3 separate regions of the Hordeum vulgare genome follow, and all the other regions are linked to region 2. Evidence: chromatin contacts called from public Hi-C data. All regions are on one chromosome and are shown on one strand. The core of a region is the stretch at or near the end of the contact, and the rest is flanking DNA. Distances in the headings are between cores, read along the strand shown. Region 1 holds the start of LOC123398413 (protein FAR1-RELATED SEQUENCE 6-like). Region 2 holds the start of LOC123452326. Region 3 holds the start of LOC123452332.

Region 1 (3,625 bases), core at 710-3,209, 260 kb before region 2:
ATGATCGAGAGGGAAGCCGTCGAGGTCCAGGCCGACCTGATCACGCATGAAGGTGGCCTGATCTTCATTGTAGCCTCGGCCATCCTGGCTTTGTGTCTCGTCGGGCTCGAAGCCAGCGGCCTACGCACCACCCTCGAAGATCATGTTCTGCATGTAGTCGTCGTCGCCGGCGGCTGGTATTCCTTCGAACAGGTTGCGCGCGCCCGACAGCTGGTCGGCTGGCGTCTGCCGCGCGCGTTTCCTCGCGCCTCCGGCTGACGAGCCAGCGGCCATCGGTGTGGCATTGAGGTCGATGGTCGCGGGCGCGGCGTGGAAGGCGCGACCACGCTCATCTCGGGCAAGCACTCCCCTGAGAGGCGGGAGGCCTGCGGGTAGATGTGGAAGCCGGGCACCAGGTTGCAAACCGACGCGCCGGGCGAGTCGTGCAGCGGCGTCCGAGGGAAGGCGGATGAGCCGGTGCTGACCGCGGCGGCCACGACGGCGTTGACGAGGCCATGCTGGCTAGGGTTTAACCCCAACATGTAGAGCACCTCCCTCGTTGCCGCCGCGACGCGGGCGTTGGTGACATGCTGCGGCGCGGCGGCCGCCGCGATGGCTTCATCCCTCGCTCCCGCCGCGTGCCTCCGGTCTTTCCTCTTGGCCGACTCCTTTGCCCGCTGTTCGGGCGTCAGCACCTTCTTCGACTTCGGCGAGGCTTGCCTTTGTCGGACGAGGTGAGGCCGGCAGCGGCGTCGAGGTCGCCGTCCATGGCGGGCGTGGGGCGGGAGCGCGCGCGGGCGGGAGGTTCTTTGAGGGGGGGGGGGGGATGGGGGGAAATGACGGTGGATGCCACCGACCGGCGGGCCCGGGGAGAGGAGTAGGCGCGCGCGCGTCCTTCTTATGTCCGCGCCGACGCAAATCCGGCCTAAAATTGGGCTGGGAATGGGTCGCCAGGCGAACGCCAAGTGGACGCGCGTCCGTTTGGGTCTGCGCGTTGGACCGACTTTTGTGTCCGCGCCGACCCAAACGGACGGCGGCGGTCGAAATGAGTCGCCCCATTAAAGTTGCTCTTAGAAGGCTGTTTTCTTAATGAACGACCGTATGTGCTTCCATAGGTTGTTCCAAAGGGGAAGGTAACTTTTACTCCCTCCGTTCCTAGATATAGGTCTTTTTAGAGGTTTTACTATGAAACTACATACAGGTGTATATAGACATATTTTAAAGTATATATTCATTTATTTTGTTTGGTATGTAGTCTTTTAGTGAAATATCTAAAAAAAACTTATATTTAGGAACGGAGGGAGTAGGATTTATGATGAACGAATCATCAAATACTTCATGCAAGCAAGCAAGCAAGCAAGACTTCCATACATGAGTATTTAAGTGCTTTTCTAGGAGAGCGGCGTTTTGATGGCCGAGCACCCTGCACGCCGGAATCTCGCGCCATCCACCCCAGCAATAAGATCTGCGCTGCGCTGTATACCTGCATTTATACGCTGTCTGAAAAAACGAAATACGCGGGTGCCGTCTTCCGACGTGCCGCCGGTGTACGTGGGCTGGGGCACGAAGTCATCGGCGAGAACGTAATGTGCCTTATGGGCTGATTTGCGAAGAAATAAAGAGCAGCTGGCCGTCAGTACGGTGGACTGGTGCTGCCTTAATTTCGGTTTGGTGGCCCGTCTGACGCTGCTACTCCAGAAAGTGATGGTTCTTACACACCCCCGGTTTGGCCCATCCTTTCACACACCCCGCAGCCACCTACCCCTACCCCCCCCCCCCCCCCCCACAGGCACCCCTCCGCACCCCTATGCAGCTAGCAGGAACCATGGATGGTCTCGAGTTCTTTTACGAGCAAGCAGGATCCAGCTGAGGAAGATTATATCACCCCTACACCCCCCCCCCCCCAATGTAATTTTCTCCTTATCGTGCGTATATAGTTGCGGGGGGTCTATTTCTTGGAGAGTGGGATTTTGTGCTCGTTGGCTGAACTACGATCTGTTCGTTGTTGCTTGGTGCTTCCTTCTTCGTCAGATCTGACTGGGGGAGATATTCATTTCCGTGTTGCAGGCTGGTTCCTAGGATCGATGCAGGTGATATTTTGGCTGACGAGATCGATGTCGTCCAGTTTGTGATTGCTTCCATACATGAATGCCGCGAGCGCCCACCTGCTGCTATCATTTCTCAAGCCGTTTGTGATGGCAGCAGTGAAGAGCAAATCCGAGATGTGTTTGAAAGTGAGGTCGTTGGTGACTCTAACGACACGGCTCGTCTGTGTACGCCTGTTGAAGCTATGAGAGAAGATGGAGATGCAGAGAGTGTCGTCGTCAACAACTCAAAAGGTTCATGCTGGACTCGGCGGTAATAAGCACACATCCAAAACTCTGCGTTGATACTCTTTTTTTGAGCTATTAGTGCAGCGATGCTAGGCGTGCTTAGGATTGTCCTAATTTGCGTTTTGTACCCTGCACATTATACCTTTGTTCTCAAAAAATCGTCGAGTTTTGTCTATGTATGTCCTAGCACAAAAAACATGTTCATGTGAATTTTGGGAAATAAAACTTGCAGTGTTAGGGTTGGGAATACATCGGAAGATAGGGATCCAAACCCAACCAGAGTGCCTGCGCTGGAGGCTTCTATGCGAGCTTATACAGACAACAAAGCTGATACTGTAGTTAATCCGGCACTCGGGACTAGCTTTGATTCTGTTGAAGAAGCATATGAATATTACAACCTGTACTCTTGGGAGTGTGGGTTTGGCGTCAGGTACGCCGAAAGCAGGCTGAATGTTCATCGGACAAAATGTACGCAGGAATTTGTGTGTGCATGTGCGGTAAGCAAGATTAACTGCCCCCCGCCCGTTGAAAACAAAATAGTTAGCGTATTCGTAAAAAGAGCACATAAATCAAGTTTGTTGATGTCGTTTTTTTTTGTTTTTTGTGAGAATTCTGCAGGGTAGGCCGTTGCAAACAAACAGTCGCTCTACGAGGTGTGGTTGCTTAGCACTGATGCGTGTGCTTAGGTCGGAGGACAAAGATTGGTACATATGCGAGCACAAAACAGACCATAACCATGCTTTGTCGGTTAACTGTATGGAGAAATTGCACTGGAAGTCGCACCGACATATAGATAGGTACACAAGGGACCTAGTGAAACAACTTAGGGAGAATAATATAAGCCTTAGCAAGGTTTATAGCGTAGTGGGCAGTTTTTTTGGATCTGTGAAGGAGGTGCCATTCACAAAAAGGTCACTGAAAACTCTATGTGGGAAACTGAGCAGAGAGCAGTCGGAAAATGATGCCACAAAAACAATAGAGGTGTTCAATGCAATGCGAGCTGAAGATCCTGAGTTCAAATACAGTGTGCAGGTTGATGACGATGGTCGGGTAAAGACTTTGATGTGGACAACAGGGCGAAGCATCGAGCAGTTTAAGTGTTTTGGTGATGATGTTACATTTGATACAACGTACAAAATTAACTTATATGATATGCCATTTGGTCTTTTTGTTGGTGTCAACAATCACTTCCAGAGCATTATTTTTGGTGGGGTGCTGATGAGCGACGAGAAAATCGACACCTTCAAATGGATATTCACGGAATTCTTCCAGATGATAGGGGCTCCACAGCCGCGGACAATGCTAACAGGTAC
Region 2 (3,483 bases), core at 708-3,207:
GGACGGGACGGCGAGCGCTCACGTGACCAGGGTACGATGCGCCAGCCCCGAGCTGGTTCGGTACTCCCGCACTCGTAGTGTACCTGGGTCTGGGTGACTGCGTGGCGTGCGTGTGCGGACAAGCGCGCGAGAGAGAATCAATCCAGTCCCCCGGAACGGGCGGCAGATCGGATGCGTGCTCCATCGGGGCAGAGACCAAAGTCGCTTCTCTTCTCTCGTGTGACCCGCCCATGGATTGGATTCTCTTTCCCCTCCCTTCCGGTGCAGCACAGCACCATCGTCGAGCGCCACATTTTTGTTTTGTTTCAACCTCGCTCGTTCTTTTAGAGGTGAAAATGCAAGTACGGAACGGAAGGCATACACCTCGGATCCATGCGATGCGAGCACTGCAGTACAGGGGGTTGGTCGCTTTCACTTCATTCACAGGAAGGAGGGCGTCCCGGTAGATTGCGAGACGTTGCCTTCCCTCTGACGCCCACGTACACGGTACAAGTTGTACGTACTGCAAAGACAAAGACACATGACGCTGCTCCTGTCCTGGCAGTGACACCCGCCGCGGACCACGAGGACCAGAATCAGGAGCTCCAAAAACGGGAGATCCGCTCCGCTCAACTTATTACGACCGGCACCACCGACCGTACTGGAACTGCAATACACAACCAGCCCGTACGCACAAATAAATTCTTCCTCAGTTCTAAAATTATTTTCTTAGATTTGTTCATCTCCTTACGTTTTAGTATCTAGATGCATTTACATCTAAAAAAATCTAAGACAAAAACTTTGAGACGGATAAAGTAAAACGGAGGCACGGTGTGTGAATCCTGCCCAATTCCACGCAAGGACGACACCGTTCAAGCCTCAAACCGCTGGCCAGCAAGCTAGTAACGGCATGAGTAGTTCAACAAAAGAAGAAAAAAAACCGGCATGAGTAAATATTGGTGCCGAACCCTGTGCTATGCTTTTGACACTGGTACGTAGTACACCAGTAGCAGCACCGTGTCAACAACCGTAGCGGTCTACTACCCTACCGTGTCGCCGGCGACGGTCATCTGGCACTGGCCGGCCACTTGGGTCTGCACCTGCTCCTGCTGCTCCTGCACCCTACGGCCACATTGAATTTGGAAGACCATGCCCATTGCCCATGCCGGCCCGGCCCGGCCCGCACAACGACCTATGCACCCCCAAAGTATGTGCAAAAATGAATGAATGAATGAATACCGTAGGCCGTACCGTACTCTACCACCTTTGGCGCCCACAGCAATCCCTCCCTTCCTCCCCTGGATTGTTCGTAGTATATCCCGGCAGGGAGTGGTATTCACTAACTACTGGAGTATTCAGTAGATCAGTCATACTTACTCTAGTAATTGGAGTACTACAGTAGTTGTAGAAATCAGCGGTGGTGTGGCCAATTATGTGGATCCGCTCCATAAATTTTGGAAACTAAAGCAGGTTTGGTACTGCCTGGTCCTATTCAAGTACTACATAACCATCACCGTGACAGTAGTACTACTTGAAGATGTTTCTCTCTCCTCCACCAGGGGTGGGGCCACTTTGTCAGACGCACTCTCTCTCTCTCCTACTAAGCCCCAATCCACATCTTGGAGAGACAGGGGCATGAGATTCTTAATTAATGCTTAATGGAGTAACAAGCACTCCACAACTTAACAGCAACCAAGATCGCGCGCGCACACGTCTCCGAAAGGGACGCCACCCTCCGCAGGTGAGAGAGAGAGGGGAAGATTTTTTCTAGACGAGTGAGAAAGTTTTTTTTTGTGAGAAAAAGAGGGAGGGATTAGGTGGGAGGGAAAGAGCATCACGAGGAGAGAGAAAGGTAGAGAGAGAGAATAAAAGAGAAGGACCAACCGGGATGTCAACAAATCTGCTGTTCGTCCTTTGCGCTAGTTTTTAGAGAGAGGAAGCAGCAAGCTGGTTCCATTCCATCCATCCCCTTCCTGCGAGGAGAGAGATGGGGGGGGGCCCACATCGCAGCCCTCACATGACATGAGGAGTGACCGAGCCCAACCGCGCCCCGCCGATCCATCCAAAAGGAAAGAAATATAATCAGGCGGCGAAGAGGAGAGGAGAGGAGAGGAGAGGCAGAGCGCAGCCATTCGGGTTCGGGGGCCTTCCGCTTCGCCCAAGACAAGAACCCACCAGTTCCGAGCGGAGCCCCCCCTCCAGTCCTCCTCCCTCCCTCCCTCCGCCCCTGGCCCATCGAATCCAGGCCCCGACTCCCCTCCCCGCCCAGACACGCCGCGATTCCTCGCGTCCCCGCCGGAGAATTCCTTCATTGGTCGCCGCCTCTTCCTCCTCCTCCCGGGTTCTTGCGTGGTGGGAGTCTGGGGAGTGGGGGTGCCGGACGCGCTCTTCGCGTCTCCGGCCCATGCTCGTCGTTCGGCCGCCGCTGCGGGCCGCCGGTTCCCATCGGCTGCGGGTCGGCGCCAAGAAGGATCTCTGAGCCCGAGGTAAAAATCTCAAGTTAATTCCGGCCTGGCTTGGTTGTTGTGGCAAAGATGCCATCTTCCCCGTCCGCTCCTGGGTCTTTTTAATGGTTTTCTCCGTCGCCTGTTTTCGGTAAAATCTTTTGGAGGAAGGCCACCTCTTCTCGTCGTGGTTGGGGTTGCCGTTCGATTTGGTTCCTGCCTCAAACTTTCGGTCGGATACGCTGCCGCGAGCGGCCGAGCGATTACATCTGCCCAGTACTGCTGTAGTTTTTTCCTTCTCTTATTGTTAATCCGCGTTTGATGCTGCTGCTGCAGATGAATTATGCTTCTCTTGAACGAATCGGTTCTTAGCAGAGCAGGATTCAGTAGAATCGACATGGTTGGACTGTGGAGGGTTGACTTGTCGCATCTCCTTTATTCTTCCCCCTTCCCTACGCAGTTGACGTCCAAACAGCCAGCCAGGGGATAATAATATCTCCTTCATTATCTCCCTTGTTTCTTGGGATAATAATACAGTATCTACTTAAACCAATTATCCCCAAATTATTAACGCTTTTGCTAATGAATAAATCTGTATGATCATCTGCCTTGAGCTTTTCGTCATCCTCTGCCGTGTAGGCTCGACCGCCATCATTTTTAACTTTATACCAGGGAAAAAGGGGCGGTCGCTCATCACTCATCGCCTTTTCTGCTCTTTGTCAAAGCGATGAATAATGCGTGTTTTTCTTTTCGCATAACTGACGCTGGTTCTCGACAAAAGCGTTATCATTTCTTGCTCTGCTTTATGTATGTAATTCGCCTTTGATTGGATGTCCTGTTGTGCAGATCGCAACAGCAATGGGAGCGAAGGTAGAGGTTGAGGGCTACAAACCTGCGCATTGTGCCATGGGCGATCTCCACGCGAGCGCAAATGGCTGGAGGTTTCCGTACGAGGAGGAGACGTCGAACGGCTTCGTGACTGCTGAGGCGGCTGGTTATTCGGAGTATGATAAAGAGATGTTCAGGCGCACAATGCTGGCGCATGAGGCTGTGTTTAGAC
Region 3 (3,745 bases), core at 1,117-3,616, 170 kb after region 2:
GTCTGCACAAGCCTCCTCTCGGCCGCGCTGAGCTGCAGGTCCTCAGGGTTTACAATGCCCGCCAGGATTTTCAGCCTCTCTGTGTAGGGCACGTTGCTGTCCACCGCGAACCCCTTGACCTTCTCCATTTCCTCGTTCATCACGCTCTGCATAACCAGTTACACATCAGAAACTCGTCCAAGGGTGGTACTGAAAATGTTTAGCTTATGAACTGCAGTCAATTTGGCTCACCTTGATGCCGTCCTTGAGCAGAGGAGAGATCTCCTTGTCAAAGCTATCAGATATCTTGAAATACAGGACTAGGCTTACGCCGTCGCCGTCGTTCTCGCCGAACATGGTCGTAGGGTAGGTAGGCAACTGTGTAGATCAGTTAACTTGTTAAATTCAGACCTAACCAATCAAATCAATACCCCATGGTGATAAATCAAGTACTACTACTGTACTTGTGAAGCAGTAGTTGGTCAAGAAACACATGTGAATTACCTGAATGTTGACAATGAGGAGCGAAGGGAAAGAGTCATGGGGCTTCAGCGAGGGGAGCGCGATGTGCTGCGCGATGTGGTGCACCTTCCTTGGGCAGGCAAACATGTCTGCTCCGATCGGGGTGTACGGGGAGCAGTTTGGGGCTGGGGATTTCCTCTTGTCCCTGCAAGAAATTTCATAATCTTCAGTCAGGCATAACTGACAGACGAAATGCACGGCGAATCAATGGCACTGCTTCTTACTTGAAGAAACCCTCCCCTCTGACCCTGAACGCCGACGGCTCCAGCACCGACCAGCAGCCCTCCGACGGCTTCTCGCCGGCCGAACACGGCAGCGTCAGGCCCGCTCTCGGCCGGTACAGGTACTTGGCTGAGCCAGCTGAATTGATCGTCAATTTCGTCAGCAAAGCAGAAATTAACACTGACGGAGATCTTTGACACATTGCGAGATATCTGCTACACTAGACAAAGTTTCCAATGTTTGACTCACTCATTTCGGTCATTTCATCGCCTTCATAGGATCTCCTCCGGAAGGAGAGCCTGACGACGGCGGACTTCTTCCTCTGGTGGTGCGGGCTGAACCCAGCGACCGGCATCGGCTGCACCTTGTGGCTCGGGACGGAGCCGGGGAGGGGCCGAGGCGAGCAAGACGCCGCGCTCTGCGTTTCTTTCAGGCCACCAGCAGCAGGAGCAGGAGCAGAATCGGAGCCGTCCCTTTTCTCCGGGGGGTCACCCTGGCACGCCTCCGCGTCCGCGATGCTCCGGAGCCGGCTCACGGTGTCCGTCAAGCACGCCGCGGCCTTGCACGGCGACGCGCTCGTGCCGCCGGCGACGTCCTCCGGGAGAGGATCTGGATTTTTGCAAAGAGGGGGTTGGATACCTGAGCACCGCGAGCCTGAAGCTGCACCGCAGGGGGCATGAAAGACGAGCTCGGGCGAAGCACAATACCTCCGCTGACGCTGGAGAAATCGTTGTCGTCGTCGTCGGAGCCGGCGGAGTCCCCCAGCATGCTGACGGAGTCGTACCACGCCTCGTCGCAGATCACTGCAGAGACAAAAACAAGATTCAGGGCTCTGGTCGAGCAGGCCTCGGCGCCGGCCGGAGAAGGAGAGGAGGCGTTGGTGGTGGGCTCCGTTGGCGCGCTCACCGTTTCCGGCGTCCATCATCTGGCTGTGCTGCCACTGCAGCTGCGTGAGGTGTAGCGTGACGCCGGAGGCCGGCGCGCCGGCGCCGTCGACATGCAGCACCCCGTGGCGCGCGGCGAAGCAGCCGGCCGCGTCGCCGGCGATCGCGGACGACACCTTCCGGCGGAACCTGGTCGCCGTGGCCGACAGCTTCCTGGACCTCCGCCGCCGCCTCGTGGTCGACACGCAAGAACCCATGGCCGCCCGGCACGCACGCACGCACGCAAAACTCTGGACGGACCAGGCCAAGGAGCGCACACCACGCAGAGCTAGCAACGCAATCCGGCCTGGAGCTTGACGGAGGGATATATACCGCACTTTGAAGAGCCCAAGGGACGGGACGGATCAAATCAAAGAGCTTTACCTACCCTGTAACGATCAACCCAACCCAATCAATGAATCCAGTGACCTCCCTCCAACAATTATCCCAGACCCTCAGCGGATAATGCCAGGAGAAAAGGGGTTCCTCTCGGACACGGGAGCCCGCCCGGCAACAATACAATTCCGCAGTCTCCACCACACCACCCCGAGGGACGCAACCTGGGAGCCTCTACTTGTACTACTAGCTCGCTAGACGCATCATCCTAATCATGGGGAGGGGAGCGAGAACGTGACGCGCATGCCACATACGGAGTAGTTAACTCGCCGGAGACGACCCGTGCCCGGCCTAAAGCGTGTTGATCCATCCCCCGATCTTTCTTGCTCCGCAAAGGCGCGGCATATGAATCGACGAGCAACGATAAAGAATTCGATGTAGGAGGGGAGGGTACGGGGCACTGGCCGTGGCCGGTCTCTGTCACGCGAGTTCGAGGAAACGAACCTGAGCGGGGTCGCAACAGCGAAAATGCTAGACCTACTAAAACCAAATAAGTTTACTAAATCTTTCAACTAATCTAAACATGCTTCCCTAATTTTCAGGGATGGATGGGCCTCCGCCTTCTCTTAATCCAATCAATTATTGTCAAGTCAGACTATTACGTAAACGTTACGTAGCATTGCTCGTCGCAACAGTGCCACTGGCGGGACTAATTAATCCGGCCATGAAGCTTCTGAGCTTCGGGTCCGCTCACCTGTTTTTTTTATGGAGGAACATGGAATAGTGGTTTGGTTGGCCGATCCAGCTTCGTTTGGTTTGATTTTATTTTTAGGGGTTTGGTTTGGTTTGGTTTTTTAGGACGGTCAAACCGTGGGAGCGCGTCTACTTGGTCACGGAGGAAGCATTGTGTTTCCTTCTTCTTCTTTTTTTTTTGTTTGCTCTGGCTGGCTTGTCTGAACAAGGAATTAATGCCGTGAGAAAATCATGTCCCTGTTGATGGTTTTGACATGGCTTGCTTCCAAATCCCCGCAAACACATGCACCCTAAGCAAAAACAAAATCCTAAGATTCGACCTGTGGCATATATGCAAAGAAAGTGACCGCGACCGATGCGGACATGCGATGAAAATATTGTGTTTGTACTTTTTCAAAAAAAGAAAAGAATCATGTTTGAGCGAGCGGTTTTGATGGATGGTGTGTGTGCGCGCGTGCGCTTTAAGCTTCGCTTCTTGCCAAAATCGAGTTTCCTTGTCGCTGCTTTTGCGGTCGACTGTTTTAGTGGTCTTGGGCTCGCTACTGAGGCTATGAGGTTTTGCGGCTCGGATGCTAAGGTGAGGTCGAAACCGCTGAATTGCGAGCACGATGGACGATGTCGATGATGATGTTGTGTCCGACATCGTGTGGCCTTTGTTGGTGTGTTTTGCTTTTGGGTTATGCTTGTTGCCTTTGGCTTGGTAGACTGGAGGTGCTTGAGGCTCGGTTGCTGAACTCATTGTTTAGTTTCTCCTTCCAAAAATTCCTAATTGATCGGACAATTCTTTTCTCTTACAATGACGTGTGGGAACTCCATGGCATTGGTCGCCAAAAAGTGACCTATATGTCAGATTATTCTTCCAATTAAAAAATGTAGGTCATTTTATGCCTTTTTTTTACTCTTATCGTTTTATGATTTGGGTCACTATAAAAAAGTTTTACCCAACATTGATGTGATTCCAAAATTTCATATATGTCACCCGACATTGATAATGTGAAATTGCAAATACT

What was found. A called contact is a pair of places that touch in the nucleus more often than the background predicts.
Region 1: a Hi-C map of leaf shows a contact between it and region 2, with 1.8 times the contacts expected there. The contact joins the promoter of LOC123398413 here to the promoter of LOC123452326 in region 2. A contact is called at or near these places in 2 of 6 Hi-C or Micro-C datasets (leaf and seedling).
Region 3: a contact with region 2 is called in a Hi-C map of seedling, with 2.0 times the contacts expected there. The contact joins the promoter of LOC123452332 here to the promoter of LOC123452326 in region 2. A contact is called at or near these places in 2 of 6 Hi-C or Micro-C datasets (leaf and seedling).

The regions. Positions count from the first base shown.
Region 1 is chr5H:530,227,769-530,231,393 of MorexV3_pseudomolecules_assembly, forward strand. It overlaps LOC123398413 (protein FAR1-RELATED SEQUENCE 6-like), which reads left to right and starts at 1,960. Exons shown (of 6, transcript XR_006610147.1): 1 at 1,960-2,337; 2 at 2,545-2,809; 3 at 2,931-3,621.
Region 2 is chr5H:530,483,089-530,486,571 of MorexV3_pseudomolecules_assembly, forward strand. LOC123452326 reads left to right here and starts at 1,958. Exons shown (of 4, transcript XM_045128964.1): 1 at 1,958-2,465; 2 at 3,270-3,483. The coding sequence starts at 3,282.
Region 3 is chr5H:530,657,171-530,660,915 of MorexV3_pseudomolecules_assembly, forward strand. It overlaps LOC123452332, which reads right to left and starts at 2,367. Exons shown (of 9, transcript XM_045128972.1): 1 at 1,630-2,367; 2 at 1,431-1,526; 3 at 973-1,332; 4 at 726-861; 5 at 484-646; 6 at 232-357; 7 at 1-146. The coding sequence starts at 1,864.